2 separate regions of the Gossypium hirsutum genome follow, and region 1 is linked to region 2. Evidence: chromatin contacts called from public Hi-C data. All regions are on one chromosome and are shown on one strand. Each heading gives the region's core, a stretch centred on a gene start, on an enhancer-like site or on the middle of the called end of the contact. The rest is flanking DNA. Distances are from core to core; before and after follow the strand shown.

The links. Hi-C and Micro-C count contacts between places; a contact is called where the count stands out from the background.
Region 1: a contact with region 2 is called in a Hi-C map of leaf, with 4 times the contacts expected there. The contact joins the promoter of LOC107962865 here to the promoter of LOC107962851 in region 2. A contact is called at or near these places in 9 of 34 Hi-C or Micro-C datasets (callus, hypocotyl, leaf and 1 more).

The regions. Positions count from the first base shown.
Region 1 is chrA06:30,753,516-30,760,527 of Gossypium_hirsutum_v2.1, reverse strand. LOC107962865 (serine hydroxymethyltransferase 3, chloroplastic) reads right to left here and starts at 2,752. Exons shown (of 11, transcript XM_016899419.2): 1 at 2,327-2,752; 2 at 1,566-1,978; 3 at 1,301-1,475; 4 at 1,092-1,209; 5 at 889-1,001; 6 at 656-778; 7 at 195-299; 8 at 1-73. The coding sequence starts at 1,945.
Region 2 is chrA06:30,109,248-30,115,649 of Gossypium_hirsutum_v2.1, reverse strand. LOC107962851 (pathogen-associated molecular patterns-induced protein A70) reads left to right here and starts at 4,745. Exons shown (of 1, transcript XM_016899394.2): 1 at 4,745-6,143. The coding sequence starts at 5,108. The coding sequence ends at 6,004.

The sequences.
Region 1 (7,012 bases), core at 1,503-4,002, 650 kb before region 2:
CCTTGAACTCGGGTGATTGTGCATGTTGCAAGCAAACTGCTAGTCCTCCAATTGTGTGGTTATGAGGTCCACCCTGCATATACAAACATTATGCTTCTCATGATATAACTAGTTCCATAACTTGAAAGCCGGCAGAAGGATGGAATGGGGAATTCAGATTAGTAATAGGAGCAAAGGAGACCAATCAAACTAACCTGTAAACCTGGAAAAACAGCATTATTGATAGCAGATTCCAAATCAACTCCAAGAACAGGGTCCTTCTTGAAGAAGATCATGCCACCTCTTGGACCTCTCAAAGACTGGAAATGAGTAAAGAAAATCAAGTAGGTTATTCAAACGGACATATTAACACAAACAAAGTAATAGTACTATTTGGAACACACAAGTATCAGTGAGATTATTGGCAAAGCAGCTTATTTAAATTCTAATGCACATGATAAGTAAATCATGATCAAAACAACGTGAAGACATTCTTCGCTACACAAGGGCAAGTGAAATAGGGAAAGAATCAAGCGAGATTTACCATGCTACAAGGTAGTAGATTTTCTCAAGTTACCTTAAATATTAATGTTTCAACAAGCAAAACTAGCACTATGTGAAGTGAATTTAACATGAATATGGTTCAAGACAGCATTTGAAAATATTCATCCCAAACCTTGTGTGTGGTTGTTGTCACGATATCACAATATTCAAAGGGGTCAGCAACTACAGAAGCGGCAACAAGGCCACTTATATGAGCCATATCCATCATGAGAAATGCACCAACAGCATCTGCTATCTTCCAACAGATATCAATTCCAATTAAGTTAAATGCTTAAAAAAAGTCACTAAATGATAGTAAAGTACGGCAGACTATATAGCACAACCAATAAGCACATCAATGCTTACCTTCCTCATGCGAGGATAATCAAAATCTCGAGGATATGCACTGGCACCACAGATTATGAGTTTTGGTCGAAAGAGGGTAGCTGTTTTCTCAAGCATGTCATAATCAACTAGGCCTGCTCCAAATTTAAGACAAATCAAATCAACCACCAAGCAAGCATACCAACCACTAAACGAATTAAGTCTTAACAATAACGATGAGTTACCTGTGGATTCATCAAGCCGATAAGGCATTGACTCGAAATAGATTGATGTACCAGATACACGTCTTTTAGGAGTCATAAATCCATGTGACAAATGTCCGCCATGTGGTAAGTCCAAACCCTATACCAGTTACATTAAGAATCATTTATATGTGCACTATCGAACAGAGAGAACTAAGTTACAGCAGCAGAGTTCGGCAGAAGTATCTTACCATTATTCGATCATGCGGATTAAGAATTGCTGTATAAACCTCAAAATTAGCAGGAGAACCAGACAATGGTTGAACATTAACGCCCCACTTATTTTCATCCAAATGAAATGCTGCCAAAGCCCTCTTTTGGCAAAGTATTTCAAGTTCATCAATGTACTCATTGCCCCCATAGTACCTGCAATAAAAATTAAGATCATTAGCTGCAAATAATAAATCCAAAAACACAAAGATCACATCTCTATGCATTTAGCTTAACTCGATATACCTTTTACCAGGTAGTCCTTCGGAATACTTGTTTGTGAGACATGACCCAACTGCCTCCATTACTGCTCGGGATGTAAAGTTCTCTGAGGCAATAAGCTCAAGGCTTTTGAATTGCCTCTCTTTCTCCTTGTTAATAATAGCACGAACCTCGGGATCGGCTTCACTGAGGCCATGGTCCACAAATCGGGTTTCGACCACAGGGAATGAGTCCGAAGAGGGAGGCTTTCCAGTAACCAAGCTGCTTTCAAGTTGAGCTCTACAGGGTTTGACAGAGTTGAACTTAAGACCATACCCTTTTAAAGGAAAAATTGGTCTATTCCCTTTGACCCATATGGGCTGAAGCAAAGAACCCATCATTGCAGCTCCATTACAAGCCTGCATTTTGACTTCCCACTAGTATTTCTCACAAATAACCTGCAAATTTACAACAGAATAACACATAGAATTAAAATAAGAAATTCAATTCATCATCAATTAATTTATATGTTAAAGCAGAAAATGAACAGCTATTAAGACTTAAATAATCCCATGAGACACAGGCAAAAAGAAAAAAAAGGTATTTTCCTTTTAGAACTTGATCATTACCAATTCTTCTGTTAACCCAAAACACGAAAACTAAAGAACAGCAATCTATCTTAAGTTAAAATACAGATAATAAACAAATATCTCAATAACTGGATATGAAAATTAGAGAGAGCAACGAATTAAACAAAATTTTAAGAAAGAAGGAATAATTCAAGAAATATAGAAAGAAGGGCATACTTGTTGGAAGGATTCTCTTTTTTTTTTTTCTCGCGTTTTCTTTTTGGGTGCAATGGATTGAAGTGGCTCAAACTCTAAAACCCTAAAACTCGACAGTGGTTTGCTTTAGTACAGTGGCAAAGAAGAAAATTAAAGAGGGTTAATTGCAGGATAAGTCCTACATTATGATCCAAATTTAAATTAATCCATAAACCTTAAAAGGTTGAATTTGATTTATCAAAGTATTAATATTGTATAATCGTATCTTTCCATCATCCTAACATCGATTTCAACATTAAATTTTGACGTAAAGTATATTTAAAATCGATAAATAAAAATTTTAATATCTAAATTTTTATTACATGAATAATTTAAATTTGATGATTTATAAAAGATCAGATATTATCACTAAATTTTACAAAGACTTTTTTTTAATGTGTTATATTTAAACTATCAATGTAACAAATATAAATGTATTTATAATTTGAATAAATTATTTTAAATATACTTCGTGTCAAATTTAAAATAATATTTGATATTTAAGTTAAAAAAATCTAATTAATATAATATTAACACTTTAATATTTCAATTAAAATATTTTAAATTTCAAATACTAATCTAGCGAATAACCCTAATTAATAAATAAATGTAAAAGAAAATGAAAAAGACGAACGGCGCCGAAAATGGATTGGATAGCGGAGATTTGGGTAGTTGTCTTATGAGGGTTGAAAAACCTTCCATGCGGGTTGTTCCATTGGATCTACTCGTATGTACCTGCTCTGATGTTGCCACTTATCCTACTAAGTCCTGATTAAGTGATATTGGATATAGAGGGGGGAAATCAACTACATGAAAATGCCAGTCTTCAATTATGCTAAGAAAAAAAAAAGTGTAAACCAAATTTGTAAGGTTTACCAAAAATGCTAATGGTTAGAAATTTGGGTAAACTATGTAGAAAGTTACTAAATTGTTAATAAATTTATCTTGTAGTTACTTAAATTTAAAAAATTATAAAATGATAATTAAATTATTTAAAAGTTTTCATATAAATTATTGAATTGTTAAAATTATTGTTGTATGGCTTTCTCCGTTTATACCGTCTGCACCAATTAAAAATTTTTTTATGGCTTTCTCCGTTTATACCGTCTGCACCAATTAAAAATTTTTTTCTCCTTCTCTTTTACAATTTAATTTTTTTTAAATGAATAATTTTGAAACGTAATGAATTTATGAACTAAAAATTAAATAGTTTTTTTCTCTGATCCTCCACACTAATTATCAAATCAACTTGAATCTAATGTATGTTTTCTATTCTCGATGAGTATTGATCTACCATATCAATCATTAAATTGTGGTTTAGAGTTCACCAATCAAACTTACTCAAACTACTCCTCTTTCTCCAAACTTATCTTCCACTATTCTCCATCAGTTTTGATCAAATTTAGGAGGTCTCAAGAAATTAACTATAACTATGCAATTAAAAACTAGTTTAAACGAAAATTCTGACCTTCCATAATGGTCTTTAGGCATGTCTTAAAACTGAAATTTTCAAATAATAGCAGAGAATATTCAACGTAATTTCAATATAAAAAAATTGAAGAAGCCAATGAACAAAGCTGGCGGAAGAAGAGACGACCAAGTTACCAACTCCACCTTTCATACTATTAATACACTGGTTTAAAAATATTTTATATATTACAACACCACCGCACACTTGATGGAGAATAAATCTTATAACCTTTAATTTTTTTCCTATATATTTATATATTATATTTTTTCTAAATTTTAAATAATATCTCAATATTTTTGTATTATTATTATTTTTATCATTTTCAAGTGTCACAATTAGACCTGATCATGAATCAGGTCGAGTTTGGGTGGAGCTAATGCAAATTTTTAGGCCTATTTTCTAGGTCTCAACTCGAAAAATGGACTTAAATTTTTGTTTAAGCCCAACCTAGATAAAAAAAATACTAACCTTGAGCCCAACTCGGCCCGGCGTATTAAAAAATTTATATTATTTTTTATATAAAAACAAATTTTAAAAAGTAAACATCAAATATACTAAAAATATTAAAATAAATTATTCTCAACAAATTGAAAATACATTTTAAGAAAAAGTCTTTATATTTAAATAACACTACAATAGTTACAACTTAGTAAGCAAATGCCTCTAAAATAGTAAGAAAATTAATTGTAAAACAAGAGTTATACAATATCCAAACAATAACAACAGAAAAATAGTAATATAATAACAAAATGGCAACAAAACAACATTAAAATGTCAATAAATAACAACGAAAAATTTTAGGCAAATTCGGGTCAATCCAGGCTCGAGCCAAAAAAATCTTACCCGAGGCCTGACCCGTTTAGAAAATGGGCCTTTTTTTGTCTAAACTCATTTTTCAAGTATATATTTTTGCCCAAACCCTCTCACTTTTCAAGTGGGTTTTCGAGCTTGAGCGAGTGGCCCAACCCATGATCAGGTCTAGTCACACATGGTAAAGATACTTGAAAAAAGAAAAAGAAAAGGTCATTAATGTTAACTGTCAAAGGATCTTTTTAATGCATTTTACCCATTTAGATACTCAATTGAGTAAAAAAAACAAAAGCTTAATTACTTTTTTTGAAAAAATTCAAAAGTTTTTTACACCCTTAATCCTTCTATTTTTTTAAGTATATTTACCAAGTACACCAACAATAAATTTTGACAAAAAAAATAATAATTATGTCATCTATAAAGTAAAATATTTAAATAAAAAATAAAAGAATTTAATCTTAGATAAACTATAAAAATAGTCACTTAACTATTAGCTTATTTCTATTTTGATCATATAGGTTTAAAAAATTTTATTTTAATCACTAACATTATTGAAATTTAATATTTTGCTTACTCATTCATTATGAAAGATTTTTTATTGACATAATAAAAATTTTATCTATTCAATATTAACATATTCTATCAATTTGGTCTTAATTCTAAAAATTCAACAAATTTAACCCTCAACTTTACACATTTTGATAATTTAGTCTTGATTCTTAAATTTTTAAAAAAAATTTTAAAAAAAATTTAAAAGTTTATTTTTTTTGATAAATTTACATAAAATTTTATAAAAATACATACAAAATTATAAAAATATTTATAAATAAATGAATACCCATTTTTCTAACACAAAATTTATTAATTAAAATAATATTTTTATAAATAAAATAATAATCTTATACATAAAACAATTTAAGGAAAAAAAACATAAGAAGACTTGTAACACCACACACGACCCGTTCACCAGATCCGAATATATGATGTCACATTATGTTATCGAAACAACTTGAACTAACTTAGCACATGTTGACAAAGTTTAGATCATAATTACCGTGCATAACAATTAAATCACCCATTATGTTCATATACGTAAATTCATTTATACATAGGATTCTAATTCAATAAGTTACGAGTTATTGTGGGGTTGATTTTAGAGTTAGGACTCAAATCCAACTCAATTATCAAGTTTCAATGCTATGTCTCGAGACAGAGAACTCCATGTCTCGAGACAGAGCTCATTTTATTTTAAGAAATTATTTATTTATTTTTCTTCGATAATGGCATGTCTCGAGACATTAAAATCCATGTCGTGAGACAAGGTCCCTCATGTCTCAAGACCAACCTTACCTATTTTCTTATTTTAGTTTCAAGTTTGAATGTCTCAAGACAATGAGTTCTTGTCTCGAGACCTAGAACAGGACAAAATTTATTAATTTCGATATGTATGGTAAATTTTGTTCCAACTATCTTGAGACAGACTCGAGAGATGTCTTTCTCTAGACTTGATGGTGAAATGACCCTAAATGCACATTTTCAAGTTCCTAGATCATACCAAATGGTACCATGAACATACTTAAACTTTACACCAATTGTAACACCCTTAACCTGTATCCATCGCCGGAACAGGGTTACGGAACATTACTAGAGTTTTCAGAACATTACAGATAATTCATGTTAATTATTATTCATAATCGAACCTAATCATATTGTCCTTTGATGAAACCTCGAGGCCCATTATAAATGTTGGAATCAAGTCGAGACTAAATCAGGAACTCGGGGAATTTTTTACAAAATTTCACAATTTCTCTCATATACAGGGGTCACACGCTCGTGTGGCATTGGGACACGCCTGTGTCTCATGTCCGACCCCGTGTAACTCTTTGACTTGGATTACACAACCGGTCACACACCTGTGTGCTAGGCTGTGTGGTTAACTTAATTTTTGTAAATTAGGTGCAGGATTCACACGGCCAAAACACACGTCCTTGTTCTAGGCTGTGTAGCATACACGGCTGAGACACACGCCCGTGTCTCTGCCTGTGTGCCAAATTCTGAGCATTCTGTTTCTAAATTTTAGGATGCAGGAGACACGCGGCCAAACCACACGCCCATGTGCCGAGGTGTGTGTCACACACGATCAAGACATACACCCGTGTGTCTACCCGTGTGGACAAAATAAATCCATTTTCTAGCTTTATCTCTCACCCAAACTTTGCCAATAACCTACACCAAAACTTTCATTCATATACCAAACAATTCAAGCATCATAACCAAATTAATTCTAACATCTAACATGGTACATCATTACATGCATTTATGTTTATAATCTTATCTTTTTTGTGAACATACATGTTAACATAATTTGATCAACCACTCTAAACAAA
Region 2 (6,402 bases), core at 3,496-5,995:
AAATTATTCGATTGTGACCTTTAAGTGCCCTAGTAAACTTAGTGACATAGTAGGATATGATTGGCATGCTAATTGTAACAGCCCGATTTAGACCCTATTCAGAACGGTGGTTTTGGGACCATGAATCCGAGTCAGAAAAAAATTATTTTAAAATTATTTTCTATGTTTATTATGTGTGGATTTATATGTGTGAAATTTTCGTGCTTTAATTTGGTTGTTTGAGTGTTCGATTAAATAAAAGGACTTAATCGCGTAAAATAAAAATTTGATGGTTAATTGAAAAAGGGTTGAATTGATGTTGTCTTTCTTATATGAGGTATTTAGGTTGTAATTTGACCATATGTATTATTCATGGACGGTAGTAACCTTAATTTATAATGGCATTATATTTTAAGTTAAAGGTTAGTTAGGTAAAATGTTTAATATCATGTATTAAATAAAACATAAAATAAAACATTAGTGTTCATACTTGTTGCATGACCGAAACTAAAGAAAAGAAAAATAAAATAAAGGGGTTTAATTCGGCATTATTGAAGCTTGATTCAAGGTGAGTTCTAGCTCAGTTTTTGATAATTTTTACGTTTTTGAGATCGTTGCAATGTAATGTACAAAGCCCATGCTTGAATTTTTTTATTTTGGTGAATATTTTGAGTTATTCCATTGATGAACATTTGAGCTTTGTGAAGTTAGTTGGTGAAATATGAAAGATATGTTTTGGATTAACATGTTTTTTATTAGAATTTTTGATGATTTTGAGTAATTAGGACTAAATTACAAAAATAATAAATTGAGGGGCTAAAATGTGAAATAAATGAAATGTATGGACTTGTATGAACACAGGGAATATTCAGCCTAAGCATGATATATTGAAATTTTGCATATTTTGTGTTTTGTGCAATAGGGACTAAATTGTAAAAAGTGTAAATATTAGGGGTAGAATGGTAATTTTCCCATTTATTTGTTTTTGGACTAAAATGAATGAAAATATGTTTTGAATGAGTTTAATTTGTATATGTTTAGATTAAGAACCAAAGAAATCGGATTTGGATCGGGGGAAAACTAAAGTTGTCAACTAGTCGTCCCGTTCTGATTTTCATCATTCGAGGTAAGTTTACAAGCAAGTAAATGCTGTTAATTTTCAAAAAATGTAAACTTAAATTATTGAATTGAATATTAGGAGTATTTATATATCATGACCGAATGTGTATATGCTTGGGAATTAAGTTTATGAATTTGATTCGACTGAGTTATGATGTCCGAAAGCCCTGTACGGACCGTAGGATTCTGATATATGTGTTTTTGTGTAAGACCACGTCTGGGACATTGACATTGTTTGATATATGTAACTGTCTGAGTATCCTATTTGATTCCGAATGGTTCAACGGGCAATGATAAGTTATGATCGAAGGGTAAAACGAGCTAAAACGACTAGGTATGAGATAGTTGATTACCTATTTGAAAGAAATAAGGTAAGTTGACCATTAGGTATATGGTGTAAATTAAATAAGTTACTAATGTGAATATATGTGCCTTGTGAAATATATTCGGCCATTGCTATGTATATGCATATGATTTTATATTTTGATTCATGAGTATATGTATATGTGTATAAATGTACTTGGTCATATAATGATATTTAGCTTTGAAATCGAAAGATACTTTGTTAATATATATATGTATTCGGCCATAAATAAGTTTATATGTGAAAGTATATGATATACGTGACATCATAAGATAGGTTTAATATGATTATGATAGTATAATTTGGTTTGGTTAAGTGAGTTGATTATGTCATTGAATTGCTTATTTGCTTATGACTTACTAAGCTTAAATAGCTTACTATGTGTTATGTTTACCTCTATTTTATAGATTTCGAGATCTAGTTACGAGCTCGGGGATCGTCAGCAAAGTCGATCACACTATCGACTGTCTTTGGTATTTTATAAGCTAAATTTTTGAAACTATGGCATGTATAGGTTAGATTATATTTTGAAATGCTGGATTTTTGGTTTATGTATATATATAAGCCAGAAGAAAATGGCTTGTTTGTTTTGTTAGAATTGGTTTCAAGTTTTGAACAACTTATGAGTATGTTTGGTTCTGGTTTTGATGTTCCGGTCAAAATGTATTTATATGTGAATCATGGTATATATATATGATAATGGTAATGAAGTTATGCCAAAGTATATGCGTATGATATATTTGGTTTAAAGTGAAATTGTGGTTGATTCAGCTATGGTTATGCATAGCTAAAAGTATATGTGAATTTGGTTGATATATTGATTAAGGTGTTATTATGTAAATTGGCATTAAATGATATTGGTTATGTTCGAACATGGTAGAAATTTATTTTGATATGTCTATTATATGGTATGTAAGATTTGTGTTTTGATTTATAAAATATGTGTGTGATATGCATGATATCAAGTATGGATATGTTCGGCAATTACATTTGAAAATGGAATAATATGTTATATGTATTACATGTTTTTAATAGGCTATGAAATGGCTTTACTATATTATGCATTTGGTTATTTGGTGTGGTTTATTTTTGACATAAAATTTGACATATAATTTGTCTTATAAGCTTTGTTTAGAATTGGTAAATGATATGTATGTGTATTCAGTTAACGATAGATAAATTAGATATGTATGCATATAACATGTACGTTGGTGGTTTGATATTTATGTGACAAGTTGACATATGTGTATACGAATATTATATGGTAAGTTTAACTTAAAATTTATGGTGGAATTGGTATGATTAAAATGTTTGATTTTGATAGTCGAGTAGATGAACAAGTAAATAGGTTATGTAATTGTAATTTTTGTCATGATGTTGGCATATACATTTTGGTATATTTGATTAAATAATTATGTTTTGAAATTATTCGTAGATTGATTGAATATATGATAATTGAAGTAATGCTTGTTTATTAGAAGTGTTATATGTGTATATAGTAATAAAGAAGAATGAAAGTTGACTTTAAATAAGACATACGTGGTTAGCATGTTATATATGTTCGGCTAAACTTTAGGAAAATGACCTTATGAATAGTAACTTGGTTTTTAATATATCTATATAACCTATTATAATTGATTTGATTTAGTATAGGTCCAAATGTGATGAATTAAAATGATTAAATTTCTATGTGTATCCATGAATGTCCGAAAATTGTGTTTTCGTTTAGTAATACCTCGTAACCCTTTCCTGACGACAGATACGGGTTAGGTGTGTTACACTAGTATGGATTTATGTGTACTTAGAATGTCATACTTGGAGTTTTGTTGCCTTCAATCTTTGCACATATTACACACACTCTCTGCTGCCTTTAGGTTATGCAGTCACATGCATATTTTAACGCCTTCGGGCTTAGCACTTAGGTGCTCTTTGGTGTGTTTGGCGGCTTGGCACTTTGGTCCCCATTGGTGTGTTTTGAAGGGATTTGATTTGGTACCTAGCACTATGTGCTCTTTGGTGTGTTTTGGAGGAAGTCCCATGTATCCAAGTCATTTCCTTATATTATTATGGGCCATTTGAATAAAAATATTGATAATAAGATGTTCTTATGATTATAAAATTTAAATGTACTCTAAAGTATATTTTTTTAAAGGATTAACAAGTTAAAAGGCTATGTTTTTATGATAAGGTCATCCTGTAGCCATAAGACATGAAATTGTGCTTAAAAATTATGTATTGGTATACCCCTAATAAGGAAACAAATGAGGGAAGATATGCCTTACATAAAGAATTTATAGCCATAAGTGGAACACACATGTGAATAAACTAGAAAGTTAAGTTAAAAAGGCTATGAACTTAGATTGAACAATATTGGTAACCTTGATAATAATCTTGAACATGAATTCTCAATACGAATTGTTAAAGAACCAATAACCAGTAAATTGAACTCTATAATCAGTAATCAAAACCGAATCTGTTAAAATGGCTTAGTATGATGGAAATGAACTTGAAAAATTCTTAATAAGGGACTTAACATTTATATTAGTATAAGATAAATAAGCTTATCCTTGATTACATACTAAGTTGTTAGGCTCATGCATTAGTGGTTTAAAACGCGCCAATGAGAAGTATAAGATTTGAATTTCACATCACCTTTCATTGAAGTTGTAATGTATTTATATTAATTGTTATTGCATAAGGACTTTGACATGTACATAAAGACTTAATTTGAATATGATATTTATAAAAAAAATAGTTGAAATTCAAGTTATTTTGATGTTATTAATTAAGTTTTATTTCGTTATGTTACTTGAATGAGTTTATGCCATGTATTTAAGTTTAAATGAAGTTTGAAATTAATTTATGATGAGGTTTAAATGCATTTATGTTTTTTTTAAAACTTGATTAATTTGATTTAAAGAATATTAATATAAAATAAAATAAACATTTTCATAAAAGGAAAAGAAAGTTAAACTTAAAAATATTATAATAACATCTATCATTGTATTGATGGTGAAAACGAGCGAAAAATATTACGAAAATAGAATTTGATACATAAAATAATAGCTAGATTGACAAAAATTCTTGATTGATAGTAATTATTAAAAATTTTGAGCTATACATTAAAAATGTATAGTACAATTAATCCTTAAAAAAGTTTATGAAAGTAAAACATAACACTTAACATCAAATACCATTATATCAAAACCCTAAATGCGATACACTGTCAGCCACTCAGCCCTCCTTTAATGAAAGATAGCCCTACACCCTCATATTTGCTCTGGCTTCCATAAAAGCCAAGCCAATCTCTCCCTTCTCTTTTGTCTGTTTCTCACAAAATCTATTCACTCTCCCCAGCACATGCCTTTTCAAAATCTTCACACTAAAAACTTTAAAAAATTATATATATATATATAACCCTTTCTTTATTATACATCAACACAAAAAATGGAGATCTTGACAAGTATCCAAACTCAAATATCCTAGAGAAAATCCCCCATAAAAATTTCATAAACAGTTGGCCCGCCCTTAAACACAACCCTCCACCACTTTACCTTCCACCATTTCTTTTCCCATTACCCCTTGTCTTTCTCTTCTCATTTTAGTCCCTAACCAGACACATCCAAAGCCACGTTGGAAGAACCAATGTCAACAGTACCATATTCCCTATGGTCTTCCATTTTAAGCTGGTTTACCCCAACTGTGTTCTTTGTCTTCCTTAACCTTACAATAGGTACCATCTATTTCACTTCCACTTTGAGTTCCAGCAAGCCTAGTAGTGACGCACAAAGGCAGTACCACCCAGATGATGAAACAAACCCAAAGTTTGTTAGATCTCCATCTATGTTGCAGAGGCTGAAATCTATCAACTTGTCTGCTTACAGATCTCAAGAACCTGTTGTTGCTAGTGCTACCACTGCCTATGAAAGTGTCTCTGATGTGGGTGATTTCCATTTCTCTTTTCAACAACAAACCCCTCAACAACAGCGCCAGCCTTCCTTTGAGAGATCCCCTTCTGTTTTGCAAAGGCTAAAGTCCATTAACCTCTACGGTTACTTCTCCCCAGAGCAGACCAAAAGCCATGAGAGTTACCCCCATTATCCTCCAGAGGTAGCTCAGGGTGAGGGACATGATGAAAAGGTGCAAGAGCCTGAAAAACAAGATGAAAGGGAGGGAACCCAAGGTGAAGGAAAAACGCTTGATGAAGTATACAGTCAACTGAAGGAGGGAAATCATGTTGCGAGGACCAAATCTGATACTAAACCAGCATCTGGTGAGGTACCAACTAAGCTTCCGAGGAAGATGAAGAAATCTGCAAGTGTAAAGTCTGCTTTTCAACATTTCGAGGAAGGAGATATCGTGGAAAATCGACGGCCGGCCACCGTGAGAGAAGGGAAAGAGAAAGCTACGGAGGAAGAAGACGATGAGGTGGATGCCAAAGCTGATGATTTCATCAACAAGTTCAAGCACCAGCTGAAACTGCAAAAGCTTGATTCCATCATTAGGTACAAGGAGATGATCAATAGAGGGAGTGGTAGGTGAAAAGCTTTACATTTTCAATCTTTTTTTTTGGGGGGGGGTTAATTTCAGGGTTTAATTATTGGTGTAGATCTACTACTGGTATTGTTTACATCTGTTGGAACTTTGTGTTCAGGAAAAAAAATATGGCACTTTCATTTCATTTTCTGGTTTTTTTATTTTTTATTTTAAGTTTCCTTTGAATGGGGTTTATCAGTTGTGTTATTTGGTTGTTCTCTAGGCATTTATATCCATTAATGTCCCAATTAGTACTGTTTCCTGGTTCATGAATCATATGATTGTCACCATTGCCATTACTAGCATTAGTTTTTAGCTGTTATCTACTAAGAGTTAAAGTGGGTACAAGAAAAATGTTGTAGAAGGGCATGCCATGCAATGGACCCTTAGTTGTTTTTTCAGAC